6 separate regions of the Mus musculus genome follow, and all the other regions are linked to region 1. Evidence: chromatin contacts called from public HiChIP or PLAC-seq, Micro-C and promoter capture Hi-C data. All regions are on one chromosome and are shown on one strand. Each heading gives the region's core, a stretch centred on a gene start, on an enhancer-like site or on the middle of the called end of the contact. The rest is flanking DNA. Distances are from core to core; before and after follow the strand shown. Region 1 holds the start of Mocs1 (molybdenum cofactor synthesis 1). Region 2 holds the start of Tbc1d5 (TBC1 domain family, member 5). Region 3 holds the start of Mdfi (MyoD family inhibitor). Region 4 holds the start of Foxp4 (forkhead box P4). Region 5 holds the start of Treml2 (triggering receptor expressed on myeloid cells-like 2). Region 6 holds the start of Plcl2 (phospholipase C-like 2).

Evidence for each region. Promoter capture Hi-C pulls out the DNA fragments that hold promoters and counts their contacts. A called contact is a pair of places that touch in the nucleus more often than the background predicts. HiChIP or PLAC-seq counts read pairs in DNA pulled down with a chosen protein or histone mark.
Region 2: a contact with region 1 is called in a Micro-C map of the G1E-ER4 cell line. The contact joins the promoter of Tbc1d5 here to the promoter of Mocs1 in region 1. A contact is called at or near these places in 2 of 39 promoter capture datasets (erythroid cells and liver) and 2 of 484 Hi-C or Micro-C datasets (both in the G1E-ER4 cell line).
Region 3: a promoter capture Hi-C map of hippocampal neurons shows a contact between it and region 1, with 4 times the contacts expected there. The contact joins the promoter of Mdfi here to the promoter of Mocs1 in region 1. A contact is called at or near these places in 3 of 39 promoter capture datasets (the 3T3-L1 cell line, hippocampal neurons and liver).
Region 4: a promoter capture Hi-C map of liver shows a contact between it and region 1, with 2.1 times the contacts expected there. The contact joins the promoter of Foxp4 here to the promoter of Mocs1 in region 1. A contact is called at or near these places in 2 of 39 promoter capture datasets (the 3T3-L1 cell line and liver) and 2 of 115 datasets of contacts at active chromatin or transcription factors (large pre-B cells and pancreatic cancer cells).
Region 5: an H3K27ac HiChIP or PLAC-seq map of large pre-B cells shows a contact between it and region 1, with 4 times the contacts expected there. The contact joins the promoter of Treml2 here to the promoter of Mocs1 in region 1. A contact is called at or near these places in 1 of 39 promoter capture datasets (the C10 cell line), 1 of 484 Hi-C or Micro-C datasets (B cells) and 1 of 115 datasets of contacts at active chromatin or transcription factors (large pre-B cells).
Region 6: a contact with region 1 is called in a promoter capture Hi-C map of pre-B cells, with 3 times the contacts expected there. The contact joins the promoter of Plcl2 here to the promoter of Mocs1 in region 1. A contact is called at or near these places in 1 of 39 promoter capture datasets (pre-B cells) and 1 of 115 datasets of contacts at active chromatin or transcription factors (bone marrow-derived dendritic cells).

What each region holds. Positions count from the first base shown.
Region 1 is chr17:49,425,533-49,430,611 of GRCm38.p6, forward strand. It overlaps Mocs1 (molybdenum cofactor synthesis 1), which reads left to right and starts at 2,832. Exons shown (of 11, transcript NM_020042.2): 1 at 2,832-3,032. The coding sequence starts at 2,910.
Region 2 is chr17:51,177,448-51,182,526 of GRCm38.p6, forward strand. It overlaps Tbc1d5 (TBC1 domain family, member 5), which reads right to left and starts at 1,905. Exons shown (of 22, transcript NM_028162.4): 1 at 1,653-1,905.
Region 3 is chr17:47,830,600-47,835,678 of GRCm38.p6, forward strand. It overlaps Mdfi (MyoD family inhibitor), which reads right to left and starts at 2,692. Exons shown (of 4, transcript NM_001276390.1): 1 at 2,345-2,692. The coding sequence starts at 2,420.
Region 4 is chr17:47,922,145-47,927,223 of GRCm38.p6, forward strand. Foxp4 (forkhead box P4) reads right to left here and starts at 2,488. Exons shown (of 17, transcript NM_001110825.1): 1 at 2,062-2,488. Gm46601 (a long non-coding RNA gene) reads right to left here and starts at 4,695. Exons shown (of 3, transcript XR_003952247.1): 1 at 4,610-4,695; 2 at 3,775-3,889; 3 at 3,330-3,670.
Region 5 is chr17:48,298,129-48,303,207 of GRCm38.p6, forward strand. Treml2 (triggering receptor expressed on myeloid cells-like 2) reads left to right here and starts at 1,910. Exons shown (of 5, transcript NM_001033405.2): 1 at 1,910-2,468; 2 at 4,484-4,804. The coding sequence starts at 2,399.
Region 6 is chr17:50,506,491-50,511,569 of GRCm38.p6, forward strand. It overlaps Plcl2 (phospholipase C-like 2), which reads left to right and starts at 3,057. Exons shown (of 6, transcript NM_013880.3): 1 at 3,057-3,447. The coding sequence starts at 3,118.

The sequences.
Region 1 (5,079 bases), core at 1,582-4,081:
CTGAGTGTGCCTTCCACTTGTGGGATCCAAGCAGAAGCCTGCAAGCAGATTGGAGAATCCATGGGTTGACCTCTTAGTGAGGGAACAGGGAAATTCAGGTAGAATAAACAACAAGGAAGTGTAAAGTGAGTGGAGGATAGGACACCCCCAAACCCTCTAAGAAAGGTGTCTAACGGGCGTCTCCGTGTAACGTGATGGCAACATCTTTAAAGAAATAGACGTAACTACTCATGGGAATTTGCACACCATGTTCATCTTCCATTTTTGTGAAGACATAGAGATGATTTCCAGCATCAACTCTGCATGGATCTGGGACCAGAAGTTGTAGAGCTTGCTCCTCTGAGCCAAACAGCTGCCATCTTCATTAGATCTAGTGTGCCTGCTTGCAAGAGTCCATTCATTACCGCCAGGCCTGGAGACTACTGCCATTCATTCTGAAGAAGGAAGCAGGAAGGACCACGGGACCCTCACTGAATTTCCACCTTTCCCTTCTGGGTATTTGCATACCATTCTGTTCCAACTTGTGGCTCCAGGGCATGCTAGAGTATGCAATCTGGGAAAGGTTAGGGGAAGGGGACACCTTCTACACAACGATGGGGAAGCCATCATTTCTGCCAGACACAGACTTTCTGGTGCTGCTGCTCTGTGGAGAGACCCCTCACCCACACTCTAAGTAAAGCAAGCCTGACAAACTTGGTTTTTTGCTGGGTTGAATTTTGATAGACTCTGACTTGGACGTCTCCCTAGGGAAGGAATTCTCAAAACGCCAGGATTGGCACACACATCTGAGACCTCTGTTGCTGATTGTGCATGAGGTGGGAGTGTCTACAATAAACCTAAGCCCCCCCCCCCACCAGACAACAGATGGTCTCACAGGTTCCATGGCAGTGTTTGTGAAAGCTTCCTATGGCTTCCTATGGGTGATTTTCTGGGTACTAATATGAGCACTCTCTTTCTGTGTGGATACTAGGTTCTCTCTTCTCTGAGAAGATGCGGCCACAGAATTTATTTTGAGCCCTTTCAGCCCCCTGAGGCATCTGCCTCCACATTCTTGTTCCTGATTCAAGTCTATCATGTCAACAAGCTTTTTCTCCTGGGTTTGATGCTCTCTTGAAAGCTTTTCAGGCCTTCCACCTGCAAAGAAATGGGTTTTGTTTTCTTGCTTTCTACCCCCCCCCCCCAGTTCTGCTGACAAATGCAGGCAGAGATAGCCGTAGTGGTGGGCAGCGTGTCAGCCATTCTCAGGGGATCCCCAGGCCTCTCGCAGATCCTGACAGACATGCCCCACCAAATCCATTCCAATTCAAGCTGATACTTTTTTTCCCCATAATGCTACTCAAAGTTGAGACAGGACAAAACAATCTGGAGAAGGCTTATCTGACTATCCAGACAAAACCACCCCTGCTTTTACAATAACCAGCCTGTATTTGTAAAAATCAGCGATGTCCTGTTATTCTTCCGTCGCCGAGGAACTGTCAGTTCTTCTGGATTGTATGCCATACTTCCTCTTCCAACTACAGCTCACACATGCTCTATGCTGGTCGTGGCTTCATGGTACCTGAGCACAGGTAACCAGTCACGTGCCAGAATGTAGAACAAGATAAGATGTAAGTTATGATTCTAATCAGAGAAGAGCCTAACTATATGGCCAATGTAGTTGTAAATATATTTTGAATCTGAGTCTTCTTTCTGGGAGCATGGGACTGGGAGAAAGAACCAGGCCTAACTTCTACAAGGTTTGGGCAGTTTAATCAGCTACACAGCTCTGGAAAAATTGCCTCCACTCTCTGAGACTTTTTTCCTTAATTGCTACACAAACTTTCTATCCACACCAGGGTCATGGGATTGATGGTTAGCTCAGAGTTCTGTGTGTAGGGAGCAATTCGAGGGTCACCCATTCTTTTGTGTCTTCCTTTCATAAATCTGTTTTTAAACGGAGAAACAAAGACTATTGATGTATGGGAGACACAACTAGAGTGTCCATAAGAAGGGAGCTGAGATACAAGCAGAGTCTGGTGTAGGGTAAAGTGAAGGCAATTAGTAAAGTTGATGTTTTTAAATAGAATATTGGTATTTTACTGGCGCACCCAAGCAGATTTTTATGTATTGAGATATTATTTGACTTAAGACTATGTCATAAAGTAGCATGCTATTTTGTATGCTAACTTAAAAAATAAGTTAAGGGACTAGAAAGATGGCTCAGTGGTTAAGAGGCCTGACGGCTCTTCCAGGGGACCATCACCCATATGGTATCCTACAACCATCTGTAACTCAGGTTCCAAGGGATCCGACGCCCCCTGCTGGTGTCTATGGCCACCAACTGCGCCATGGTGCACTTAAGGGTGGGCAGGCAAACTCTCATACATTAAAAAATAATTTAAAGAGTAAAAAAAAGAAAATATTATTTTCATTGGAGTCAGAGTTGAAGGGCTGTAATCCCAGCACTCGGGAAGCAGATGCAGAAGGCGATCTGTACATTTGAAGCCATCCTGGTTTACAAAGCGAGTTCCAGGGCAGCCAGGGTTACACCTTTGAGACACTGTGTAAGGGTCTCTACTCCCCTGCATAACGAAAAGAAAAAAAAAAGTATAACGTGCCTAGAAGTTTTTATGTCACCCCTTTAAATTCTGCATCTAAAGACAGCTTAAATCCAAGACCAAGCAAAGCTGAAGGAAAAGAACATAGCTCTCCCAGACTTGGCATTTCTGCACAAGAACACGCTTCCGTCCTGGAAGGGGGCGGAACGCGTGGACTACAACTTCCAGAGGGCAATGCGGAGAGGCACCCTCGCTGATTGGCTACTTGGGCGCCGCCCTCTGCTCCGCCCCTCCGAAATGACTCTGTTCCAGGTCCCGGGCTAGAGTGCTCTGGAGGCCCACTTCAGGCCGGGTACTTCCTTTGCTGACTTCATGGCGGCGCGGCCTGCGTTCGGAATAGTGCGGCAGCTCCTGAGGTCCAATGCTCGGGGTTGCAGCTCGGGGGCTCCGGTGACGCAGCCTCGCCCCGGGGAGCCCTCGAGACCTACCAGGGAGGTGAGCCCACCCAGCCCGCCTGCACACACCTACCTGGAGGGCGATCCAAGCCACCCTAATCTTCAGAATGCACTCTGTCCTGAGGCTTCCTTTGGGGAGGACCCTGGGCACTCACTGCTGGGTTGCTTGAGTTCACTCCTGCCCAGCGGGAAGGACTCCTCAGTTTCCCCTGCACCCCCTTCCCTGGAGAACCACCTAATAACAGGTAGCTGTGCTGCAGCAGGAAAAGGGGGTGCTATTAAGGAGTGAGAGTTAGGTTCCAGTGAGCTGTTCCAGCTTTCGCTTCCACCCAGTCTATTAAACATTATTCCTCACCTCCGGGGAGGAGGGTGCCAGTGCAGTCAGGTGTCCCCCGGACAACTGCTTCTTTGACAAGGACTAAAAAATATTGCTAGCCAGGTGTCCGGCACAGCCGGTTGTCACTTTGTTGTGGCAGGGTTCCATGACCTATCTTCTTTCTCTTGGGATGGGGTGGCCTCATTTGATGAGAACGAGAGCAAGATCAGGTTCCGTGATAAGGAGTTCCTGCCTGTCTTCATAGTGAGGGGCAGGGTCCTGTATTGCACTTCTCCGAGTGTTTCCAGTGACGGTAGGTCTTAAGTTTGTTGTTTTATCTAAATGGTTAGGGAAACCTGCGAAACTGTTCCATCCGCTTCTGTCTTCCAGAACTGAGCGTGAAGTCCCAGGACTCTGAATTTCACAATATTTGCCTCTCCCATCTTGCTCAAGACATAGGCAGGCTTATGTCAGAGCGTTCACTTCCTCAGACTTGCCTCTCTGGGATCCTCAGATAAAGCAGGCTTGTTGTTACAGGGCTCTCCAAACCCTTGAACTTTGTACTTGAGTGAAAAGCGCTAGGATAGCCAAGGCCACCATGGGAGCTCTTAAAAACCGATACTAGCAAAAAATAATTTTTTTCTTCCTCATCATGGATTTTGTGCTTTTTGTGAGGGGGCCTGTGCAGTGTGACTAGCTGATGGCCCCTTGGCCTCACACTCTCTCTTGGGGCACAGTAAAGGTGGGACCTTAAACAGAAACACCTGTGCTAGCCTCTCCCCTGGGGTGCTGTACTAGGTCCTGTTGGACACATCCTACCAGGGCAAGCAGTCATTCTTTCAGTGGTACCTCAGACATTGCTTTCTGCATATCTCACTTGGGACCGTCTTCCACTAATTGACAGTTCCTAGATGCTAGGTCTCCCTTCGCCTTTCTAAGTATTTCCTCCGGTGTTTCCCTCAGTGCATGTAGCCAGCCAAGCCAGCAAATGTCTTTTGGCTGCTTGAAGCACATCTAATGAGTTAGGTGGAGCAGTAGACAGAGCAAGGCCTAAGGAGACCTGTGATCTTATCTTTCGTTGGCCTCTAAGTTTACCTGGCTTCTAGTCTGTGCACTCACTTTCCCTTGCTTTCTGTCTATAAATCCAGAGGCTTAAACCGGCTCACCTTGTACAGGAGCATAGGGCATGAGATCTGTAAGAGCATCTTAGAGGTGAGGTGAAATGAGGTACTCAGCTCCTTTATAGAACTGCCAGTGGGCAGGAGCAGAGGTGCAAACATCCGCCACCCTCGCCCTGCCTTCCTTTCCTCCAGGGACCCTCTGCCTGCCCTTCACAGTGCTCTGGTGGGCTGAGGTGGGGAGCCATGGTGGATGCTCACTGGGCTTCCTGCGTGTGACGGTGTGGGTGTGAAAGAGAACTGAATCTTAGGTGGGAGCTGGCTGTGCAGAGTGGAAAGGGGGTCTTGGGGCAGTCTAAGGACGGGTGGACAGCTTCCACAGGCGCCTAAGGGAAATGGAGAGGAGCTGCTGTCTTGGCCGAGGTACAACAGACAGCTTCCTGAACATTTAGTTCAGGCAAACCCTTTCCTTCTCTGGAACGCTACTCTGACTTTCTGGGGGGGCAGAAAAGAGTTCTGGACTGAGGCCTGAGCCCACTGCCTATGGTGGGGTTAAAGGACTCTAGGTGACTCAGGCAAAGACAAAGTCGCCTAGCTGTTCAGAGTTCTAGAAAAGAGCAAAAGCTGGCAGGTGGGTGTTGAAGACAGGAATT
Region 2 (5,079 bases), core at 655-3,154, 1.8 Mb after region 1:
ACAATGATTTTGCCAATCGAAGAAACTTTCAACCAGCATTACACACGAACCCAAGATTCCGAGCCTATGCCTTAATAAAAACTCAATGAACTGGGAAGCGAGTCTTTTAAGAAGTACGCCAAACCATTTTAACAAAAATAAATAAATAAATAAATAAATAAATAAATAAAACAAAAATGTGGTGCAGGCACCACACAGCATACAGAGCACACAATTTGTACTTCTTTTCCTTCTCCTGGAATCCAGCGTTGGTTCACTCTACTTCCCCCAAGCAAACTTTATTAGTGCACCCTGACACTGAACTTTCCTATCAGGCCACCTCTTCATTCCAAGGGGTGTGTGTGTGTGTGTGTGTGTGTGTGTGTGTGTCCGTCCTTCACAGACACGTAACTTCATTTCTATACACAGAAGATATTTACACCTTTTGTATTGAACAAGGTCTTGTCCATCACCACGTGAGAAATGCAGAATAACAAGTTGTATCAGTTACCACATCCACTGAATTCCTATCACATTTTTAACAAGAACCCAACCCCCAGGGACTCAGGTTTGATCAACGCTCTCTATCCCACTGCAGCTGCCCTTTCCATTCTATTTCGGACACCAAGGAAGTCCTGGAAATAGAACTGAACCAAAGACGCATAACGGAAAAGTGAGTTTCTTTCCCACTGTATTCCAAGAGTTCTTTTCCAATAGTGCATCCTGTGCCACAGCACACTAATAAGAGGTGGTTTGTGGACTACACTGTGATGGACTACGCGTACAAAAGCCCTAGCATTTCAGCACAATCCACCTCAGGCAGTTTAGCATGTAACCTGCATAGTAAAGTTTCAGTCCAGTTCAGAATTGAGAAATGGGGACTCTGCAGAAAGTGATGGGGGGGGGGGGGTGGAAGTTGAAGGGTTATAAAAGATGTAACCTTCAAAAGCTGTTACCATTCTCAAGCGCTGAATTGGTTAGTAAGTCGTCCTGAAACTATTAGTAACTAGGAGTGACCAAACTCTAGGTCGCATATCTGCACAGAATGTATTGGAAGAACAGTACATTTCCAGGAAAACAGAGGGGGCAGGGGGAACTCTCCCAAGTCGTTCTCCTCGGGTCCTGCCAGGCCTCGAACTGACAGATGCCGGCGTGACTAACTTAAGTAGCACTAAGGCAAATTAAGGCAGGAGAGGGTTTCTCTCCTCCGAGGCTGCTCGGCTCCGGGCTCCAGCCGCCTGACTTCCGGCCTGGGAAGGAAACGTGCAGCCCAGGGCTGAAAGAAACAGGGAACCGGCCAAAGAGGAAGTAGAGCTGGCTGAGCAGCTCGGCAATGCCCGGTAGCTGCTTCCCGAGCTCGTCCGGGAGCGAGGACCGAACGGGGACGGGGACTGGGACGAGCGGGCTGAGAGAGGCTGCCTCGCCCGTGTGCGCGCTCGCCCTTCCGCCCGCTCGCCCGCCGGCCCGCAGCGGACCGAGCCCCAGCCCGCCTCCCTTCCCAGCCCGCGCGCAAGCCGCGGCCGGCGGCTCGGGCCTTCCCTGGCGGCGGGACGGGGCCCAGCGAGGCTGAGGGGAGGCCGGGGAGGGAGCGACGGCTGTGCAGCTGCCCGGGGAGGCTGACGGGGGAGGCGAGGCGCTTTTTCACCGTTAGCATCGTTATGTTATTTTTTTACCTGTAGCGCAGCAGGGCTCCCCAGCTCCTATTCCCTGAATCCTCCTCCCCTCCTTTCTCTCTCTCTCTCTCTCTGTCAGTCTCTCTGTCTCTCTCCTCTCTTTATCTCGCTCTCTCGCTCTCTCTCTCTCTCTCCCCGTCAGTCTGCCGGGCTCTCGTGGAACACGCCGGGCCTGGCCCGACCAGCAAGAGAATGGGGCGGGAGGTGGCGGCGGTGACCAGCGGCCACGTGACCACGCTCCCTCCGTAACGGCGTCCGCCTCCTGCTGCGCGCCCTCCCGGCGCTCCACCTCTAGTAACCCCGCGCGCCCGGGGACCCGTGCGCAGGCGCGCGCCCGGGCCTGGGACGAGCCAGCGGGTGAGCCGCGGGTGACCCGCGCTCTGGGAGCCTGGTGTCTTGGGGGATAGGTCGGGGTGAAGAGGGAAAAGGGGACGCCCGAGACCAATGGAGCTGCCTGGGCCATGCCGATGCGCATGCGCGCGGGGCCTCCCTACAGTGGGAGCCGGCCTTCTGCCACAACCCGAGGTCCCCCACTTGCCACCAGCTTCCCAGGGTGGGACTGGCATCGAGGAGATAAGTCAGGCCTGGGAACGTCCTAAGAATCTGGCACTCCTGCCTCGGATCGCACAATTTCCTTGTCTCCTGTAAATGGCCTTCCCTTCATCCTTGGTCTACAGCTGTACAGACTGATGACAGATAGGTCGTGCCACCCAATTTTGTAGGGACTCACTACCTCTTTGTGAAGACCTTCTTTGTATGAATCCAGAGAGGTGCTGTTTTTTGTTTTGTTTTTTTAGCAACCCCACACCTGTAAAAACACACAGGTTTTATCTTCTCAGACCTCGAATCTAGACTAATGACTAGTCATTAGATAGTTAATCTAATGAATGACAATTTTGGCAAATGACTAGACCCTGGTTTTACCGCCCTATGCCCCTGCTTAATCCTGACTTAAAGTTGCATTTAACCTCCAGCAATGGGAGGCTGGTATTTTCTTCTTCAATAAGAAAGTGGTAAATAGCTCATCTGAGTTGGAGAGAGAGAAAGAGAGATCTCTTATTAATCTGTCTTTACAAATAGCGCAAAAAAAAAAAAAATCAGTTGTTATGTTCAGATTATGGAAACCAAAACAGAGGTCAGAAAGTTAGCTAGCTTCCAAGGAAGGCATACCACACTTAACACAGTGATTCTCTTTTTTCTAATGCCCTTCTCACTGTAGCAGAAATTGAACAGGTTGAATAGAGTAAGCTATTAAAAGTTCTGGCTAAACTCATGATTACATTAGTCTCATGAACAGAATCCTAAGAAATAGGAAGATGCATCATGCTGTATTTGGATATTGCTCTCCCAGCTAGCAATACAGCAGTCAGCCACATGACTGGTATTCTACAATGTATAGTGGACTTTGTTCTCCGGCACCGAAATATCTCACCGCAGACCCTCATCTCCTTCCTGAAGTACTGACTATGCTGGTGTTACTGGGACTGTAGAGGTCCTTCAGTGTGGTCACCAAATGACAGGAGAAATCTCTATCCCCTCTTGGGACGCTTAGTCTCATAAATAGCATAATTTAAGAAGGGACCGAAGGGCAATTTCATTAGAGATGAAAAGAACATCTCTGAAGACTATAAAGCTCAGCTGCTTCTCAGAGATGGATAAAAGAAGACAGAAAGCAGCCATACCATTTGTGGTGATTAAATAAAAATCGCCCCCGTAGGCTCATGTGTTCGAATGGTTAGTCACCAGAGAGTAGAGTGATAGAAGGATTTGAAGGTGTGGCCTTGTCAAAGGAAGTGAGCTTTTGAAACCTCAAAAGCTCATAGTGGGCCCAGTCTCTCAGCCTACAGATCAGGAGTAGTTTTCAGCTGCTTCTCCAGCACCATGTCTACCTGCATGTCTCCAGGTTCCTCACCATGATGATAATGGACTAAACTGACACTGTAAGCAAGCTGCCAATTATTATTTTCTTTTCAAAGAGTTGACGTGGTCATGGTGCCTCCTAAGACACCATTGAAGCTGGCACAGAGGGTAGCTACACGGCCAACCACCAACTGCATGGTATGGAAGGAGACTTTACAGAAAGAAAGAAAGAAAGAAAGAAAGAAAGAAAGAAAGAAAGAAAGAAAGAAGGGAGGGAGGGAGGGAGGGAGGGAGGGAGGGAGGGAGGGAGGGAGGGAGGGAGGGAGGGAGGGAGGGAGGGAGGGAGAGAGAGAGAGAGAGAGAGAGAGAGAGAGAGAGAGAGAGAGAGAGAGAGGTAGAAAGAAAGAAAGAAAGAAAGAAAACCCAGAGTGTTAAGGAAAACAAGATTAGGAAGAGACAGAAAAAATTCTAAAAGTAGTCTGACTTAACTAGCTACACAGCTGCAGCCTATACAGGGGATTGGGATTCTAGGTAGGAAAAAGGACAGGATTTCATTGAAAAGATAATTAACCCCACCTATCTCTCTAACTTAAGGTGAGTCCACCCTTCTACAGGCAGCCCTCTGGCCAAGTGAATGGCCCAATCCAGCTAGAATATTAGGTCTCCAGGCCTGAGAGTTAGTTCGCTGTCTTGATGGGGACTTAAATGCTAGGAAGAGTCAGCTAGGTCCCTGCTTGCCTAGTATATTATGTGACCAAAAATGCAAGAAGATATGAGAAACAGCCCAGTCATTCCCCACAACCTGCGTCCTGGTTGTTCCAAGATGGGCAGGCCCACCTGACCCCACTAAATGCAGCTCCACTATCCTTTAGATCACAACAGTAACTTAACAAAGGAACCAGTTCTCTCCTACTTGTTCTTTCTCCCCTCAGAAACAGTCTGTCTATAAGAGCTCAGTCTATAGAGCACTACGACAAGGTGGAGAATAACCCCTTAGGTTCAGTCTCCCAATGTTTTGTTTTGTTTTAAAGTAACCTTAGAAAAACAAACTGAACTGATGAATTCCATAGGATTCACTTATGCTACTTGTAATACAATTCAAGAGTTACAGCATCCCAGCATTGTTATAAATGTGGCAATATCTAAATGAACTCTTTGTCTTGGGTGACACAACTGGAAGCACAAGGGCCAGCCCTTGACTATAACTGGCTTTCTTTTCTTTTCTTTTCTTTTCTTTTCTTTTCTTTTCTTTTCTTTTCTTTTTGTGGTGGTGGTTTTAGGTTTTTTGAGACAGGGTTTCTCTGTGTAGTACTGGCTGTCTTGGAACTCACTCTGTCGACCACGCTGGCCTCAAACTCATAGAGACCTGCATGCCTCTCCGAATCAGAGTGTTGAGATTAAAGGTATGTGCCACCCACCACCTGCTGTCTAAGCCTCTGTCTTTATGAACATTCAACTCCACCCACCTAAGGCGGCCTAACGTGGTAATAAAATGTAAGTCCTGTGGTATGGCGTTGTCGACTGGAAAGTGAGAGGATTGTAGTTTTCTCTTTTTCAATCTTTTATC
Region 3 (5,079 bases), core at 1,442-3,941, 1.6 Mb before region 1:
TCTGTGACTGAGTGTTGGTACTCAGAATACCCCAGATAAGGGAAAGGAGAAAAGGGACCACATCAAGGACTAGGGGTGGCATCTGGCTTTGAACCCTAAAGAGACAAGAGAAGGTAGATTCTTCTGATGTCCATGTCACAAGTGTGGATTCACTAATCATAGACCCAGGCCACTGAGTGGAGGACTAGAGAGGGTCTGAGCTGCCACTTGGGCTCAATCCAGTTGTTTTAGGTCCAAAGGCTTCAATTTCCAGGAAATTAAGTTTAGACCCATAGGTAGAAATGTAACTTTCCAGTGCTGGGCAGAAATCTTGCGGGTTAGGGAGCCAGGCTCTTGGGGTGTCAGGAATGGGTGAGGTAGAGGCCAGTGCGGGAGTCAGAGTCTCAGTGCTTGGCCACCTGTCCTAACCAGAGCTGCCCCGAGTCCTCTTGTGCCCTGTCTGTAACTTGGATGCCTGAGAGAGGAGGCCATGTCACTCTCTGGCTATTGAGCCAGCAGCTTTTGCTCTAGGGGACAGTGTCATGGCCAACTGTTCTGTGGGCACACAGGGAGCAAGGGGGATTCTGGTCTCCAAAGTCAGGCAGGCGTCTGTGGGGTTTTGGCTGAGTCTCCTGCGGTTTGGGCTTCCTGGGTAGCAGGCAGAACAGAACAGGACAAGTGTTATAAAAGCTGCATTGTCTGGCCCAGTTCAGGCTGGGGAGGGGGCTTGCTGGAACTCTGGGGGCCTCAAATTACAGCCCAGGACTAAGCCTTCCCAGCAGCTCCCCCTGGACTCGGCAGCCTGTCCTGGGCACACTCCGCTCCCCTCCCTTGCCACTGGGTGGAGAGCAGGTCAGACGAGGGAGGGGATCTTGGAAGGAGACATTACGGGAGAGCGCAGAGACAAACGAATAAGGGAAGCAAACAAGCATGGAAACGTGGGGGTGGGGGAGAGGGAGGCAGAGAGAGAGAGAGAGAGAGAGAGAGAGAGAGAGAGAGAGAGGACACAAAGGCCTCCCAACCCCCTGCTCCCCACTGTCCTTCCAAGCTAAAGGGGCCTGGCCCTTGGAGGAGGGTATCCCTAGAATTCTAAGTTTTGAATCAAGACTCTACAGGCTCTACCAGAACAGGGTCTTAGGGCTGGTGAAGTCAGAACACAGACACATTAGACTCCACTGGCCAGGCATCACTCAGTTTTGGGAGACTTTCCACCTCTACAGTTGGGAGAGGCCAGGCCAGGTAGACAAGCAGCCAAGACCATCCCCCAAACAGAGAGACAAACTTGGGTGGCGGAGGCTCAGGGTAGGGGCGAGAGGTGGGGGTGGAGACCCAGGCCTAGAGCAGGAGAAAGAACGTGTCCAAGGCCATGATGGGAGTTTGAGGTCCAGGATGACCTTGGGTTTTCATTACTGACAGTGTTGGGGAAAGGAGAGGTTGGTTTTGGTGGGAGGAAGGCAGGGCCTCTGACTGAGCCCAAATAGGGGCTTAAGTCAGGAAACCTGGGCCTACACCTCTGCACCCTGGCCACTCTGACTCTGAACGAATCTGGATGTCCATATGAGCCTCTAGGAAACTCTAGACTGTGAGGGCCGGGGGTTGGAAGGCTAAATTGGCAGAGGTGCCCCCAGGGAACCACACTCTCTTCCTTAGTCTGTAGGCTCCTGGGGCAATCAGGGTAGTTTAGCCTCTGAGGTGGGGGAAGGGACATTTTACTACGTTGTAGATTGTGTGTGTGTGTGTGTGTGTGTGTGTGTGTGTGTGTGCCAGCGTGAGTCCCATATAGGGTAGGGTAGGGACTGACGGGAGGGAATTTCAGCTAGCAAGAAGGAGAGAAGGGGCCAGGTTCCTAACCACTAGTTGCTGAGACAAAAGTTTTCAAAGAGCGCTCCAGCTACATTCTGCTTAGTTTGGGGGAAGGGAAGAAGAGAGACTCAGACACTGCCCCCCCCTCCCTGCCACACACCCCGCCTAAGGCCCTCATAAATATTTACACACTGGGCAGAAATGGTTCGGCCACAAATCCCAATATTATGGGCAGACATCGCAGACATCACGGAGTGTGTGTGTGTGTGTGTGTGTGTGTGTGTGTGTGTGTGTGTAGCTGGGGCTAGGGGGAGTTGGAGCCAACTCTGCACAGCCATGGCCGCCTGCTCCGGGCCCTGCCTCCTCACCCTAGCCCTCTACTCCCCTCTTATCCCCTTGGACCTGGTCCCCAATACTGAGACTTCCCATCCCCACCCCCACCCAAGCTCCTGGGAGCCATCCGCCTGTACGTCTCCAAGAGGACCAACAACCCCACCCCCAAAACTTCTCTCAGCCTCCACACCACTCTGGTCTAACCTTCGATCTCCATTCCCGCTCCTACCTGGGTCCAGGGCAGCGCTGGGGACTCCATGAGGCGCGTCGCAGCGAGAAGGGCACTGACCGCTCACCTGGGACATCGGCCTGGGACCTGGAGAAAACAGCGCTCAGCGGGCGGGGCAGGCCTCCCTCGCGTGTGCGTGGGGAAACGGAGTGGGTGCCCTAGCGCATACTCGTGCAAGCTGCGCGCTGCTGGCCTAGGCAGGTCACCTCGTGGACCCCGCCATGCGACACCTGGGTGTCGCCCGCGCCCCCTCCCCGCTCACTCGCTCTTGGCTCCCATTCCAGCGCCAGCTCGCACCCACCGATCGCCCCTTCCTTCTTCCTTCTCTCGTTCCAGCCCCCTCGCTCCTCCCCTCTTCCCTGGCCCACCCCGTCCCCGCCCCCTCCTCGCTGTCTCAGCCCCCCTCAGGCGTCCCCTCCCCCGTGCGGGACTCGCTGCTGCCAGGGCAGGACACGTCTGTCCGCGGGGCGTCCGAGGCCTGAGCCCCCACAGGAAGCCAGCTCGTCTGGTTTCCTCCCCTCGCTCAGAGCCAGGATCTCCAGTCTCCCCAGATCTCCGCCTACCCAGGGCCGGGAGAACCTCGCGGCTTGCACAAGGGGCCGCATGTTTTCCTTCGGTCTTAAACTTTGTAAAAGTTTCCAGAATATCAAAAGAAAGAAGTCACAATCATCCTGGGACAATGGTCTGAATAGTAGTAGCCCTCAAATCGCGTTGTCCCGAAGATCAGAGCAATCTAGTTCTTTTGGTGCCCTTTGTTCAAGTCCTGGATTTCCATTTCGGAGCTGGGTGCCTGGAGTTAGGGGCTCAGTCCGTCAGAAACTGGCTCTCCGGGAAGCTGGGCTGGTGTCGCATCAGCCTCCTGGTCCCATAGCAGCCAAAAACACCCCCAAGGCCCGCCATCCCCGCCAGTGCCAGTTGGACACGGGAATTCATTTTAGACAGACTGCCCATCACCAGGCTGTCACTCCAACTTTCTCACACGAGGGTGAGTGTAGAAGGAATTGAGGAGAGGCCAGTCTGTTGATCCGGCTGGTATGGTAAGCTCTGGCTGTGCGGAGGAACTGTCACCAAAAAGTGGGGGGGGGGCTCGGAGACCCTCAGAGTGACCCCAGGAGCTTGTAGGCAGCCAGGTGGGGCTTGGCAGGTCCGTGGAGGTGATTCTCAGGTGAGAAGTCCCTCTGGGACTCACACTGGACCTGAGCTGCCTCCAAGCCCGGCGGCGTCTGGGTCCACACCACCAGAGCTAATTAGGGAGGCGGCGGCGCCAGGACACCTCCTCTCAGCCTGCGTTACAACCGAGAGGAAAGCTGGGACGCCAAAGATGGAGCTCCCCCTCGGTCGCCTCCCAGTCCTCGAAGTCACTACTTACAGCTCTTGTAGGTCTTCTGGGCGCCGTCGGGGCCGGGACCCGCGTGGCCCCCACGGCGCCCGCAGCTCTCTCACCGCCCTCGGCCACGTTCCGGGGATAGGCAGGGGTGGCTGCGCTGGGGGGAAAGTGGGACGGGAGGGAGTCCCGCCCTGGACGTCTAGATGCTCGCTGCGGGAGACTTGGCGCCCTAGAGCCTCGGAGGTCAGGCTGCTGTCTGGGGGCGTCGCAGAGTTTGGGAGCACTCCTCCTTCCTGGTAGCGGCTGAGTCACTGCGACGCGCCCGCGGGAGGGTTTGGCGGCTGCTGCATTCTTCCCGGCTTACCTGAGCCGGTAGGCCGGGCCTCACCTGCCTTCAAAAGCAGCTCCCCAGTCTCTCCTTAGCTTCAGCGCCCCGCCTTTTTAAGTTTTTCTGTTTCAGATCAGGGCCTCTGGGACTAACGCAATCCTTGAGCCTCTTTGTTTCTAGGTCGTCCAGGAGGATGTCAAAGCGCCCCACCCCCCCTACCCCGTCAGAAGTCTACCTTTACATCTGTGTGCAGAAACACCTTCACCTCATGCACGCTAGTCACACAGATGTGCCCCCTTTGAGGACACAGCAATCAGAAGAACTAGACAACAGCATTTGTGATACTGTACCAAGTATCACAAGGGTACTTGTGGTGCGGGAACTTCCTGTTGTTGGGACAACATGCAGTCCAGTGTGGCCACAAAGTCCTCTGTGATGAGCTGCTGCTCCTACTTCCCAAGCGCTCTGATTACTGGGCCCCACATCTGCTTTGAGGGGCTCTAGAGATGAGGTTTCCTGTATGCTGGGCCAGCACTCTTCCCACTGAGCTATCTTCCCACCATGAGCCTTTTGGTATGGTACCTAGTATTTGAAAAAGAAAAAAAAAGCAGCATTTTGGTAAGGAGGGATCAAGGTGACACAGAATCTCGTTGTGTCAACAAGCTGGCTTGAGCCTCCTGACCCTCTGGCCACAGCACCCTAGATGCTGGGATTACAGGTGAGCACCACTATGCCTTGCTTCATCGAGTTGTTTCTTATCATTATATTATTTTTGAGACAGGGTCTCACAATGTTGCCATGGCTGGCCTGGAACACACTATGTAGATCAGGCTAGCCTCAAACACTTGCTTTGCCTCCCAAGGGCTGGGAGGTGTATATCCCTAAGCCCCACTATTGCTAGTACTTTTAATTCTTAGAGTATTATATAAAATAATGAGTTTCATCATGTGTCATTCTTCCGACTCGTTCCCCTCCCCCACTGCCATCTCCTTTGCCCCCTTTAGCTGGTTGCCTCTTTCTTATATTTATTCCCAGACCCTTGCTCCTCTCTAGCTCCCTTCACATCTTTTTCTATCCCCT
Region 4 (5,079 bases), core at 1,238-3,737, 1.5 Mb before region 1:
AAAGAAAAAAGAAAAGAAAAAAGGAAAGAAAGAAGAAAAGCTTGCAGACTTCCTACAGCGGTTTTCCGCGGGGGCGGGTAGAGGTCGTCTGAGGCCGACCGCTCCCCTTCAGGAGCCTCCTCCTGGCTCCCCGGTTGAGATCAACCAGGGGCTTAAAATGCCGGTGCGGCGGGTACCTAGGCCATGGGGCCAACCCACTGAGATTCACGTGGGTGGGGATGGGAAGGGGGTGATGGAAGATTAAGCTTCGCCAGGAAGCGGCGGAACAGCGTGGACCACCCGTTCCTTTTTTCATGGGACACTCGGGCAAACCACAGCGACTGTCGCTGAAACTGCATTCTCTCTCCCGACCCTGAATTACAGACCCAACACCGTCGGTTGCCAATCTAGGCGGGTGCTCTGCAACCCGGGCAAAGACGCTTTAAATTCGAGGTTAAAAAAAATCCCGCATTAGTCAAAATTCTTCTGGGATTGCTCCGGAACCGCCAAACGATGGCTCGGAATCAGGTTTGTTCCTCCCGGCCCCCAAGTCCACTACCCAGCTCGGATCAGAGCGCCGCGGTCCGCCGGGTCCGGACCGGTGCAGGGGTGCACGCCACAAGCGCTGATCTCCAGATATCTGAAATCCCAGGTGCCAAGGAAGGGAACCTGGAAACCCACAGGGCAGTGTTGGCGCAAGAGGCCCAGGGTGCAAAGAAGAGGGGCACTGTCTGAGAGAAAGAAACCCCGCTGATATCCCCGACCTCCCAACCTACAGAGTCGCCGGATGCAATAGCAGAGTGTTCACGAGGTCGCTTCAGTTTCGGGGTGGGGTGGTGGGGGGTGGGGGGTGGGAGGAGGTCAATCTGTGATGGTTAGAGCCTTTGCCTCAGAATCCGCGTCCCACGAAATCACACGTTCCTTCACACAGGTGGCCACGGCCCCGGGTCTCCCAGGACACCTCACCACCGGGTGCCACCAGGTTCTCCTCCAGTGAAGCTCAAGAAGTACAAGTTTTACGGAGAAGCAAAGTGCAAGATTTGAGCGCCGCGGAGGATGGCCGCGGGCCAGAGGGACGCTGGGGAGACTGTCTCACGAGTCACCAGAGTCTTCAGTCTGGGGGAATGGACTCCACTGCTCACTCCGGCAGCTTCATCTCTGGTGGCCTTGGGCCCACTCTCCGTTACCTTATTCCCTCACTCTCAAACCTCACACTACCCCGCAGGAGCTCTGTCCGAATGAGGAGGGTATCCACTAGATTAGTTCCCCACCGATCAGCTCCGGCGCACGTAAATAAATAAATAAATAAATAAATAAATAAATCACAGGGGCCATTACCAGTCTCTCTCAAGTCCCCAAGAAGTTTTCCGCTTTATCTCAGATCTGATTAAGAGATGCGGGAGTGGGGGGGGAGGTTGACTAGTCTCAGCACTTTCGAAGTGTGACCTCCACAAACCAAGGCGATGAGGTGTTTGAGATTGTTGCCCCCCCCAACACACACACCAACACACACACACAGACTCAAGTCTTTCTGTTTGTCCTGGGGAGTCCCGTGCAGACTGGACTTGGGGGGATCCCAGTTCACCACTTCCCTTCCCGGCTCAGGAAAGTCCGGGCCGGGAAGTATTCTTTGTCTCACTCCGGGAGGGGGGGTCGCGCCCCCTAACACCCCATTCCCAGCAGCGAGGCCAGGAGGGGGCGGAGCCCAGATTCTTGGGGCAGGGCGGGCCTCAGTGGCTTCTCCAAGCCGCCCCCCCTCCGCCCCGGCCAGCTTCCCGCTGCCCCCCAGCCCCGCGCCTCAGCCCCCACCTGTTCCCCAGACAGCTCCGATCGGCTGGGGGCCCGGGCCGGGGGCAGGGTCTCTCAACTCACCAGGGTCAGTGCTCCGCGGCCGGCCCAGCTGGAACAAAGTGCTCCGGCCCGGGGCCGGGCTCCTCCGGCGGCCGACGCGCCTCGGGCGGGCAGTTTGCAAACACAAAGTGAGCCGGGGAGCAGGCGAGAGAGTGAGCGAGCTAGGGAGTTGGACGAGTCCCCGGCCCAGCCCCCACCCGGATCCCTGGGGTCCCTGAATCGGCCACCTACCTGTCCGGCCCGGCCGCTCAGTGCGGGCTCCGGCCCGTCAGCCCGCACGGGGCATGGGGCTCGCTCGGGTCGCAGCCCGGGCCCGCCGCCACTCGCCGGGGCTGCCCCTGCGCTCCGAAGCGATCTTTCTAGCGCCGATCGCCGCGCGCCTTAGCCCCTTGGGGGCATCGCACTTTGGAGGATGGCTTGGCTCTCTCCAGCTTCCGATCGTCCTTCCCCGGGCTCCGGCGACGCTCCTGAGCTCGCTCCGGCTCCGGGGCTCCGGGACCCCGGCGTCCCCGCCCCCGGCCCAGCCCTGGTTCCGGCCCGGGCTCCTCCCCGCCGCGCCGCGGCCGCCTGCGCCGCGCCCTGATCGCGTGTTGGGGGGCTCCGTCCCGGCAGCTGGTGGCACTGTCCGGTCCGTAGGGGCGACCGGCTCCGGACTCCGAGGGGCTGCGACTGAGCCCCGGCTGCGAGTGGCTGCGAGCGATCGGCGCGCGGGCGGGGCACACCGGGCGGGGGGACCGGAGGGGTGGAGGGAAGGAGGGAGCGCGCCGAGCGACAGGGAGGAGGGAGCGAACGAGCGAGCGGCGGAGGGAGGGGAGACTAACTTCTAGTGCTACCATAATTCGCCTAAAGCAGGTGCAGCCACTTTTCCCCCTGAGAGGCGGCCAGCGGCAAGCCGAAGAGGACCACGTGGACCAAACTTTGGGGAAGGAAAAAATGGGGACGTGGGGCTACCGATCTGCCAAAGTCGATAGGCCGTAGAGTTTCACAGTGGACTGGGGACCCATCCGATGGGAGGCTTTATTAACTCTGGCCTTTTCCTGGAACCTGGAGGTACGGCCAAGTCCTGCTGGCACACGGTTCACTGGTTTCGGGCGGGCTGCGCCTGGCGCGGGGAGTGGTCAGGACCCCCCCCCCCCCAGTCCGAAGCCGACGTCCAGCGCGGGCCCTGCCGCGCCTCCCTCTGACTCCCCACTGTGTGGGGGCTGGGGCTGGGGAGGCTCTTTCTGGGCTTTGTGAACAGTCTTTTCTCCCATCCCGGCGCGCACGCGCTGCCGCCTCGGTCTGCAAAGGGGAATTTCCTATAAAGTGCTGTGAGAACCGATGGAGAAAGGGCTTCAGGCTGGATCCACGCGGGCCAAGCACAGAGCAAAGTCGAGGCAATTATCTGAACAAATTAGATTGTAAACAAAACTTGGCGTCCCTGAATACCGCTTGTGCCCAGGGGGACCGTGAGGATGGGGGTGGGGGTGGGGTTGGGGACGCTGGTGTGTGTTTGGGTTGGGAGGGGGAAGTCCGGGCACGGAAAGGCCCAGGTTCCGAGGGGGAGGACTAAATTGGGTAGCAGGAGCCAGGCTCAGACTGGTGGAGAACTGAGAGAGAGAGAAAAAAAATCCTCCCACTCTCTACCCAAACATCTTCCCTTTCGGGTGTGTGAAGAGGTGAGGGGCACGCCTCAGGGACCCTCCGTGTTTGGCCCACCCTGCCCAGAGAAGTTATGGGTTGAGCACAGGAAGGCAGTGACTCTGGGAGACCCTGTTGGCTTCGGGTTACCTTGAGGCAGGTGACCAAGGGCAGGCAGACCCCATGGAGGATGAACTGGGTAAGGACTGGGCCTGGTTTCCTGGGGATAACATATTTTGGAGAAAACTCTTAAAAAAAAAAAAAACACAACAACAACAACAAAAACGGGTTTCTGAGATAACAGCTTAAGCAATTTCTGCTCACCTATTCTGCCCCTTTTCCGTGGGCCAGGAGCTGAAAGGTGGTAGTTACAACCCAGCTCTGAAGCATCTCTGTTTGCGCAAGTGGACAGACACAAAGAGGGCAAACATAGACCCTGCTGAAATTTGGAGACACACAGATGTCAAGCTGGATAGGGCTGCTGTGCAGCTTGTTTAGGTATTTGCGTTGCGGGATGCGTTGAGCAAATCGCCTCCGGAAGTGCTAAACACAAGCTCTCCCACCTAGCCACGCCCACAGCCCAGCTCTTTTATTTGGACTGCATGGTGACCGGTCCAGTAGAAATGAAACTCAAATGACAGTAGGTGTAGTGGCCAGCTCTTGGGTGGTAAGGGCAGAAGGTTCAGCAGTTCAAGGTCATCTTTAACGACAGATGGGGTTCCAGGCCAGCTTGGGCTACAAGAGGCCCGGTTTCAAAAATCCAAACCAGTGCTGGTCAGATTGCTCAATGGATAGAGACACCTATCAATTCCCTAAAGTTGGACCCTGGGACCCACATCTTGAAAGTATTCTCTTGGGCGGTTAAGAGCACTGGCTGCTCTTCCAGAGGTCCTGAGTTCAATTCCCAGCAACCACATGGCTCACAACCATCTGTAATGGGATCCGATGCCCTCTTCTGGTGTGTCTGAAGACAGCAACAGTGGACTCATAGAATAAATAAATAATTCTTAATAAAAAAAGAAAGTATTATCTGACTTCTGCGCATGCATGCACACACATAAAATAAATTGTTATTTTTTTTTTGTTTTTAAAACATCTTTTAATCCAAAACAAACAACCAAAGTCAAGGACTAGATAGTAGCTACCATGTCAATCTTACCTCCTGGCAGGTATGCTGGCTCTTGAATCTTCATGATTATTCCACAGGGAAGATCTTTTGTTAGCTCTGCTTTATCTAGGAGGAAACTGAGGCCAAAAGGACACTTGCCATGTCGAAGTTTACACCCTAGCTGGATGGAGCAGTTCCAACCGGAGCAGTTTGTCTCGGACAGGGTTTTATTCTGGAGCTCTTGAACCGGAGGGTCTTTGTATTGCCTTGTGTGGAGAGGCAGCTGAGTGGCATCATGGTGTACAGACAACCAGGGACCCTTGGGCTAGTGACCCTGCTCCAAAGTTTTCTTCCCATCTTGTCTACAACAGGGGCTAAGGGGAAAGTAGCAATGAGAGACTGACTAGGACAGAGAAGGCAGGTGTGCGCCGTCACAGAACTCTGCCCCCTTACTTTGCCACAACAGTTCCTTCCTTGCTCCCACAGGGCATGCTGGGAAAATAACTTTTGCTTTTTTTTTT
Region 5 (5,079 bases), core at 660-3,159, 1.1 Mb before region 1:
GAGAGAGAAAGACAGACAGACAGACAGACAGACAGAGCACACCTCCCTGGACTCAGTTCTTTCCTTCCATCATGTGTGATAAGTTTTTTCTCCACTGGTGAAACAAAGCAATTCAAGCCAGATTAGAGTGTATAAAAGCAGGTTTACTAGGAAGCTGCTATTGGGTGTGCAAGTTCATTGGTCTCAAGGAAAGAGGCCTGGGAAGTAGCCATAGGAAGGGAAATGAAGGGAGGGGGAAGAGAAAAAGAAAAGAGGAGAAAAGGGGGCAGCAAAGAGACTAAAAGGTCTGGATTATATAGGGAAGCGCCTGTGGGGGAAGGTCAGCCCAGCCCCTGGGCTGGTAAGGTCTGGGTAGAGGGTGGGGTTGTGCCAAGGAGGGACTGAGGGATGCTGGGAGAAACTGGAGGCCAGGTCTGCTTTGGTATATAAGTTGTGCACCTCAGTTGTTTGTTCTGGGGTCTGAAACCAAACCCTGGGACTCTGAGGATGGAACTCAGGTCCTTTGGCTTCTCAAAAGCCCCCTTACCTGCTGAGCCGTCTTGCCAGTGAACTTCATTGGTTTGGGAGTGCAGTTTAGGGTACAATTCATCTTGGCTGAGCAGCCAAGGTGGGGGCAGCTTGGAGCAGCGTGGGCTTCACAAACAGAAAACAGAGTCCTAAATGTGTCAACTGACATTCTAGTCAGTCAGTCAGCCTCCTAGAAGGTTCAACATCAGGTGCAGATCTTTCCAGGAACTTCTGTTCACAGTATTAAATACATTTCTCTCCCTCAAAAGATAATGTGTCTCAGTGTCCCTTTGAATGTCACATCAGAGCCCTTTCATCCTTTCCCCATAGTGTTCAGGGCCATGCAGAGCAAGCACACTGTAAGAACTAATGAATGAATGGATGGATGAATGAATGAATGAATGAATGAATGAATGAGTTTAAAATGTGAGAAATTTGAAGAGAGCAAAACTACAATTCCTTTGGTCTGGGACTTGGGAGTTCAAGTTCGTGTAAAGACTTTGGCTGTGCAAATGGCAGAACTTTTTGTTCAGTGTCCTAAACAAGTAGAGGGATCCCATATAATCACGGAGTCCCCTGAGCCTCCATAATCCACAAGAGCAGGTTGCACAGCTGTTGGACATCAGTAGAGTCTTTTGATTCTTTGGAGACAGAGGGATGGGTGGAGTCTTGGGCCAAATGCTGGGTCATTTTAGCTAGAGCCGGGTGGCTGTAGAAGAGAGATATGGTTGAGGGGAGGAAGTTGAAGAGACAGAACTGTGTGCTCCAAGGTGGCCTAAGCCTGCAGAACAAGGGGAGGGAGGGGCTCTGAGGGCGGGGTCATTTGAGAGGAGGTGGGGGAGGGGAAGGTTTACCTCACTTCAAGAAGCCTGGAAGCCTTGGAGCAGTGGAAGGCTAGAGAAAATTGCTGGGTGACTTAGGACCAGGAAAAACAGAGCCAGGGAAATACGGGAAGAGGGAGAGGGAGAAGGAGAGGGGAGAGGGGAGAGGGGAGAGGGGAGAGAGGAGAGGGGAGAGGGGAGAGGGGAGAGGGGAGAGGGGAGAGGGGAGAGGGGAGAGGGGAGAGGGGAGAGGGGAGAGGGGAGGAGAGGGGAGGAGAGGGGAGAGGGGAGAGGAGAGGGGAGGAGAGGGGAGAGGGAGAGGCTGCGCGCACGTGTGTGTGTGTGTGTGTGTGTGTGTGTGTGTGTGTGAGAGAGAGAGAGAGAGAGAGAGAGAGAGAGAGAGAGAGAATTTTAAAATTTGCATCTTGTTTCCCCCATGACAAAAATAAGCCCGCACGTGAGTCCGTGAGAGGTTATTTGCAACTGTGAGCAGGAGTGACTGAAGTGACTAGCCTGGACAGAGGAGGGTCAGGGTGACTGAAGGAGTCCATTTTACCAGACTAAAGACCTTCCTTCTGAAGGAGTATGTCAAGGCCTGCCAGAGAGCACCTGCTCCTGAATCTCAGAACCCAGAAGATCCCATGAAGTCTCTACAGAATGTTCCAGAAGCCTCTCCTCCAGTTCCCCGAGTGGAGGACCAGCTGCTGTGAATGAGGAGACACCCCAGATGGATCCAGTTTTCTGCAGAGAATCACAGACATTGTGGGGTTCTGGAGTTTTCTCTGGCCCAGGGGCCCCAAGACAGGGTGGAGCAGCCACACCTGCCTGAAGTTCTGAGGAAGAGGGCGGAAACAGACAGCTCCCGCCCTCGCCCTCACCCTCACTTTCTCTCCCCACAATTGTGATAGGCTCCACTGGGGGCATTGTGTGCCACAGGGGCTCACTTCCCCAAACAGGCAACTGTGGTTTTTCAGAGCCTGCCGTCCAACCCTGGGAGGTCAGGTGGCATGCCTGGGATCAGTGTGGGTCCTGCCCCTCGATCCCCGGGCTGACTGTGACATTGCATCTGGATGGAGCCATGGCCTCTTACGTTCCTGCTGTTGCTGCTGCTGCTGCTGTGGCTACAGGGCTGTGTCTCAGGTGAGAGGCAGGGGTGGGGGTGGGGTTGGTAGAAGAGAAAGACTACTTCCCCTGTCTACCCCACACTGCCTCTTCTTGTTCCACTATCTTAATGTTTTGTGGGTTGGGGAAGGAGGGTGGGCTGACCGGTCTTTACCAGAGACCAGTGAGAATGTCCCCTGCTAATATCTGGCCCCAGGCAGAGCTTAGACAGGCTAAGATGTAGCTGTATCCTCTATATTGGCCTTCATCTAGTGGGTTCCCTTGTAACGAAGAATGAGCATTTAATTTTCTCACAGAAATGACCTCTGTTTGGCCTTTGTCTGACTGGTGCCAGTATGAGTTCTTGTATCAAGTCTGCACACTTTAAATTTCGTTTTCTCGGAATGCTGATGCCACATCCGGTCCCTCAGCTCTGACTGGAAGGGAACCAATCCCCAAAGGCCCTTCCCAACTAGAGGCTACTCTGCAAGGGGCTCACTGGTTTCGACCTTCCTGACTGCCGAGGCAACCGCTTACCACTTCCTGTTCTGTTCTGGCTAGAGTAAGGGCTGGCAAACCCTCCCTTCACCAAGTGACAGAAAATACATGGGCACAAACGAACCTGGGACCCCAAAAGGCTTCTTCCAGGTCTCTGCCACTCTGCAGGGAGAAGGGTCTCGAAACCCTGGGCTGAGCCGAGGTGAATTCGAGGCCTGTTCTGTTCTGTTTACTTGGCAAGGGAGGAACAGACCTTAGAGCTTCAGCTACAAGCTGTTGGAAACAAGGGCAGGTGGCTTCTGGGTCTTCACTGTACCCTCTCCCTCCCTCCATCTCTTGAATTGCCCTGCTCTGCTTTCTTCAACAGACTGGATTATGAAGGGCACAGAACTCATTCATGTCTTCATTCATATTCATTCTCTCTGTCTCTCTGTCTCTGTCTCTTTCTCTCTCTCTCTCTCTCTCTCTCTCTCTCTCTGTGTGTGTTATACACACACGTGTATGCACTCCAGTCCATCCCCTTCCCCCTTCCCTGCCCCCCCCCCCAAACCCATCCCTGGTGTTACAGGTACAAATTAGAGATGGGATTTTGTTTCCAGGCTAGCCTGATCTCACTAGGTATCCCAGGCTAGTCTTAAACTCAGGATCCCCCTATTTCAGTCTCCTTCATGCTATTACAGGCTTGGGCCACATCTCACTCCTAGGTATAGAGACTCTACCATCCATGGCCAGCCTGTGGTCCGCAGGCCCCAAGCATCCTGGCACAGCCATGATTTGCCTGGTGCATCTACAGATGTCAAAGTCAAGTCCCGATGACAAAAAGTTGGATGGACAGTGAATACTGTATCTGTTGGCTGGCTCATCCATGGGACTTAAGTGTGTGTGGTGTGCTTAATCTGTGTGTTAATATAGGGTATTTAAAAATTAAGGACCATGGAGAGTGCTACTTAAAAGGTATCCAATAGGGGCAGGGGTGTGGCTCAGTGGTTAGAGTGCTTGCCTACCCTGCTCGAGATACGAGGCATGGTGTTCCCCACAACCCCAAACAAGACATAAAGAAGAGAGTGTCCAGGTAGGAGAGAAAGAGGAAGGGAGACTACTATTGGGAGAAATAATTCTTCATCATTTTTCCGGATACTGGGACCTTCTCTTGGCCTCTGTAGTTTGTGCTCTCTGGTTCCAGAGCTTGATGAGCTGTTGTGTCTGCATCTGTCTCCCCGAAGGCAGGGTCTGGATTGATCTTGAAATCCTGAGCATCCCTGAAGAGTGGAAAACATCCAGAGGAACAAGACTATGTCTGGTGGAGCTCTTGTGTTAGGAGTGTGTCCCTCATTGAACTGGGGGCCTCTTCCATCAGACTCAGAGCAGACCTTCTGGGGGTTAGAGGTGCTGTGTTTCTCTGTGACAGATTCTCGGAGGGTCCGGCTATGTTCTTGCCTCACACTGAGCTCCAGGGAAGTCAGGGCAGCATCCCTCTCTCCTTTCACCCCCAGCTTCCATTTTCAAGATGCCTTCTTTCTCGGCCGACCTTGGTCAGAAAAGTCCTGTCTCCCCAGGTCACTCCAATGAGAACCTGTACAGGAAAGTGTGGCGGCGTGAAGGCGAGACCCTGTCTGTGCAGTGCTCCTACAAGAACCGCCGGAACTTAGTTGAGGCCAAGTCTTGGTGCAAAGTCAAGAAGAAGAAGTGCGACCACAACTTCACCCGGAGCTGGGTGAGGGGTCCCAGCTACTCTCTGCGGGATGATGCCAAGGTCAAGGTAGTCCGTATCACCATGGAAGCTCTCAGAGTTCAGGACTCCGGACGATACTGGTGTATGCGTAACACGGCTGGGCATTTCTACCCTTTGGTGGGTTTCCAACTGGAAGTGTATCCAGGTGAGCAGACCTGCGCAGAGCCTGGACGGGCGGGATCATGGAACAATGGTTCTTTGCTGTGTACATCCTCCTGTCATGGTTTCACAGACAAAGAAAATGGGTTTGGGCAAGCTCTTTGTGGCTCTGACCTTGCCCTTGGGCAGAGCGAGGCTGGGACTTGGGACTTGGGACCCTACTTTGTTTTATACAGTTATCTGAATGTCATATACTCACCGAGTTTAGAGGGTGTGCCGGGCACTGTTATATACAGGCTTTGAGAATATAATAACAAACAA
Region 6 (5,079 bases), core at 1,807-4,306, 1.1 Mb after region 1:
AGACCGAGAGTTTATTATGGACCTGGGACCCTAAATAGCTCACGTCCTAGGTCTCAAATTAATAATGCAAACAAATGGAAGACAGTTTGGTGAAGAATGACAATGATTAACAGCTGAGGTGATTGAAATGTGAGGAAGTCCCAAGAGAGTCAAAGTTACGCATTGCCAGAACACTAGCGTGAGATTATAAAGCTATCTGTTGACTTTAAATCCAACCATTACTATATAGATGCCATAGGCTGGCACCAACACAGAAGAGTTATCCAGAAAAAACATTTTATCAACGGCCTTTTATTGCTTTGCTCTGAAAATTAGTTGAAAGGAAATGCTACACAGTATTTGTTGAATGACTCTATTTTGGCTCCTTTTCTAACTCTAACTTCTATGAATTTTACAATGCCATGAAAACACTTCAGCAAGGATTTTGGCATACTATTTACAATTTCTTGAATACCATTGCTCACGGAACAGGAGCGATGGAAAACAATCACTTAGTAACCGAAGAGGCACAGTCGGGAAGGAGGAGAAATAATTGCCTACCGCCCTGTTCGTGCCGAAGAAAAACTCTTCCTTCACTGAGCTTAAGAAACAGGTTGGGAGCCAAGAATTGCATGTCACAGGAACATGCCTCTTCCTGTCACCATATCAAGGTACCTAACGGTTGGCCGTTTGTGGAGCCAATATCTTTCTACCACATGTGTGACCAGGAGCTTGTGGGAGACAAGTAGTTAGGTCAGGGATGAATCGGAACCTGGCACGGGCCTTGGGCGTCTGCCATCATTAGTTACAGATCTGCCAAAATGCTTTGGGGAACGTTTTAATTTAAATGCCAAGTTTATTTCAACGAAATCTCCCTGATATGATCTGTTGGGAATCTAGAATGAAATAGACAGGTGTTCATTTTGAAGGGCATTTGTGAATTAGTTCTGTAAACAACAACCAAACAACCAAACAAAACAACAACCCATTCTGGGTGTTTGACCCTCAGGGTGCCCCTACTTAGCTCAGAACTCTCCAGGAAAGAGCTGAAGAATCTTTGTTAGCTACATCATTTTTTCTTTTGCTACTGTCATGTAAATGTAGAGGATTAGCGTCTACTACAAGAGGGGCAGGATCCTCCTGTGATGACTGAAAACATCAGAATTAGAGAACTTCTACAGGAAGACCCCTGCATTCTATCCTCTCTAACATACTCAAACACAATTATGACTATCAATCTAATAAAGCAAATGAAAAGCTGATTTGAAAGTATTTTTCTGTGAAACTGTCAGAAGACCAAAAATATATTTTGAGGCTAAACTAGGAAGGAGTTAATATGGAGGGGTGAGGCTAAAAAAAGAATTAAAATGTCATCTATCCATAAGAAAACATTTGTTAGTGGGTAGGCCCTATTTGACTTGCCCAGATGTTTACAAAAGCGTGCCAAGGGGATCAGAAGAATTAAAACACCCCAAGAATAACGAAAGGATTTTGATGTCGCATTTGAGGAAAGGGTGGACATGTTTATGAATGTAAAGCTCGTTTCCTTAGAGGCTCCTTGGCAATTTGCTACCATATTATGGTAACGAGGGCAAGGTCTCTAAGTTCTGTCCCAGGGGACTCTCAGGTACTCCTGGCCCAGGGAAAGTGCCTTTCCAGAAGATGAAATACAGTGAGAGAAAAACTGGGAAGCCAGAACCAGGCATGAAACTGGACCTCAGGGTGGCTGGGTTGGGGAGGTGGGTGGAGCCTCTGGTACCACACAGTGCACTCGTCCTGCTCTTCTGCCAATGGCTCTGCCAGGCTACACAGTGGCCCTGCGTTCTTCCTTGGCTCCAGGAATGGAGGTTTAAGGAAAGTATTTGCATATGAGAGCGACATGTTAATCATTGATTTTTGATCCTGTCCCAAACGATGGTCCTGATTTGGATGGTACCCACTAGGGGTTGAACAAGCAAGTCTCTCTAGTGTCAGGTTTAGGAAAGACACAGACTACAATGATAAACCTCCGTGGGACAACCCAGAGGCACCAAATAAACTCTGCGGAGGTCTTCTGTCTCTCAACGCCTGCCAGCCATGCCATCCCTACCCCAGATCCTGGCAACCTGTCGTGCTCATTGAGTTTAGCAGCCCAAGGACACGCAAGAGGATTGGTTTCTGTATGGGAAATGGGTTTGCTCCACTGAGGAAGCCCAGGGGGAGCAGGGTGGGAAGGGAGCGGGTTCCGAATGAAGGGCTGGAGCTGGACGCGAGGTGCAGCGGCCAAGACCACAGCCCCAGGACCCTCAGCTCGCCCGCGGCCTGCGGGTTCGCTGTCCCCCTCGGGATGCCTTCAGGTGACTGACAGCTGGCTGTGGCGTGCGCCTCGCTGAGCCGGCCTAGGAGAGCGACCACAACCGCAACGCCCGTGCCCGGAGCCCGGACGGGTCCCCTCGGCCTGTAGGGGGCAGCGCGAAGCCCGGGAGGCGATGGCCGCGGGTAAGTGGCGGTGGGCCCGGGGGCCATCAGAAGCCGCCCTGGGCCTCGGCTGAGCCCTGAAGGTGTGGGGGGGGGGGGGGAGACTGACGGGCCTGGGCGGAGCCGGGAACCCCGGAGCCCCGCGCGCCGCGCCTCCGCGTGTCGCCAGCGCCGCGGAGTGGGCGCACGTGTCCCTCGCGCCCCGCCGCCGCGAGCTCGTCGGTGAGCGCGGGGCCGGAGGGGACGCGGCGCTCGTCGGTGAGCGCGGGGCCGGAGGGGACGCGGCGCGCGGCGGTGGGCGCTGGCGCGCGCGCGTTATTTTTGGCGCCCGCAGCGGCGCGTGTGCCGGGGCGTGTTTTCCTTCCCCAGGTGCCGGCAGCGGGGGCGCCGCCGCCCAAGCTGACTCCTCTCTCCTCTCTCTCTCCCCGACCCCGGCAGGACCCCAGAGGTAATTCCGCCTGCACGACGTCCTTCGCGCCGGAGGCGAGCTCGCTGCACGCGCCACATCCCAACCAAAAAGAGAAAGAAAAAAAAAAAAAAGAAAAAAAAAGAAAAGAAAAAGCGGAAGAAGCGGCCGAGGCGGCGGCGGCGGCGAGGAGGAGGGGCCGCGCGCAGCGGCCCGAGGCGGCGGCGGCGGGGACGCGGGGACGCGGCTTTGTGCAGGCGGGTCGTGGGGCGCCCATGGCGGAGTGTGGCCGGGGCGCCGCAGGAGGGGCCCTGCCCACCTCCCCGAGCCCGGCCCTAGGCGCCAAGGGCGCCCTGAAAGCCGGAGCCGGGGAAGGCGGAGGTGGTGGCGGGGGAGGTCGCCTCGGCCACGGGCGGGCGCGCTATGACAGCGGCGGGGTTTCCAACGGAGACTGCAGCCTCGGCGTGTCCGGGGACGAAGCCCGGACCAGCCCTGGCAGGGGACCTCTAGGCGTGGCGCTCGCGCGGACCCCTAGCCCAGCTGCCGGTCCGGTCCCCAGGGACAGCAAACCGGGCGGCCTGCCCCGCCGGAGCAGCATCATCAAGGTAAGTAGGAGACCCGCGCGCGTCCTTGGGCTCGCTTTCCCCGCCCCGGAGAAGCTGTGGCGGAAGGAGGCGATGCAAAATGAGCCCACTGCGAAGGGGAAGCCAGGGTGTAGGGGTGTTTGGAGTGCTGGAGCAGGGATTGGAAAGCTGATGGCATTGGGAAAGAATGGAGAGGTGATCTGAGTGTGCAGGAGTGCTGTGCTCTGACATCCCCAGAGCAACTTGGGGCTGTCACCTCTCTCCAGATTGACTTGGAATTAAATGGCCTTGTACCTGCCTGGGTAGGACAGGCTTTTCAGAGGCAGCTTAGCATGGTGGCACACTCCCTGTAAGGTTTCTATTGTATTTTAAAGGACAGGGATCATGTGAAAATATTTTCTCAAAACCCCAGGCAATGAACATATATTATTTAATAGATTTCTTCTAATCTACTGGGTAATTGGTTGCCCCTTGCAAGTGATTGTATTTGGGGAATGTAAATACCTCTCCTTCAGTTACTCGGAGAAAGGGAACATAAACACAGATTTCCTCTTTTTTAGCCTCAAAAGCTCTGAGAGAATACAGTTCCGCACAATTTAATTCTTTCCTAGCTGCTATAAGCAGGCCTCTCCAAATTAGCAAGTTTCTTTGGAATGGTTTTTGCTTGTTTTTGTTTTTGTTTGTTTTGTTTTTCATGGTGCTATTTAGAAAGCCACCAGTTGTTTTGTGAATTTTAAATTTCAAGAGGTGACATTAAGAGTTTATGGTGGCTTCCTTCAAACATTGCAGTGTAGTTGCAACATAAAAATATTTCTTGTGACTCGAAGTGAAAAGAGAAAGTTGATAAGCTACGAAAAGTAGAACCTTGAGCCAGATCAGCCCATTTGGCTTGTTCAAATATGGAGCAAATATGGAATGTTGCTTTTTGAGACATGAAGGAGTTTTTAGGACAGGCCAGTGAGTACTGTCTGGTGCTAACTCATCCTGTTTGTGGCTGACAACCCTTAGGAGACAGGTCAGAATGTGCCAACAGCACAGAGTTGACACTGGTGGTATTTGAAATTCAGAAATGCTCAAGTACTGTGAAGGTGCCTCTGGGTTATCATCATCTGCAGCCATCTAGTGTAACAGACCACTTTGGTGCTGTGTAAGAGGCTGTTGTGAAACTGCATCTAGCCTTGTCATCTGCTTGCTCAGGTTTTGTGTGGACAGGGCACAGTTGAAGGGCTTAAAGATCAAGTGCATTGCCTGTCTCTAAAGATCAAGTGTATGGTCTAACTTTTAAACCAAGAAAAGCGGTGTCCGTTTTTTCCTGCTTGTGTAGCTCTTAGTGATGGATATATCTTCTCCTTCTAGTATGTGGTTTGTTTCCAGGAAAGTTGTCTTCGAGTATATATGATTATTGATCCTATTTGCAGAGCTATGCAACATTCCTGTTTTTATTGGTTAAATATTTGTGGTGAATTTGCATTGTGATATTAATAACACCTTATGTGAAAGTTTTAGATAATATACCGGTTTATGTAATTTTAACAACCTTTCCCCTCAAGGATTTTTTTTGGTGGCCAGTTTTCACATTTAAAAGGCCATGCTTCACAGAGAAGGACAGTAACAGCAGTAGGGTTGTTCCCTGTGACAGTTGTGAGAGCCAGG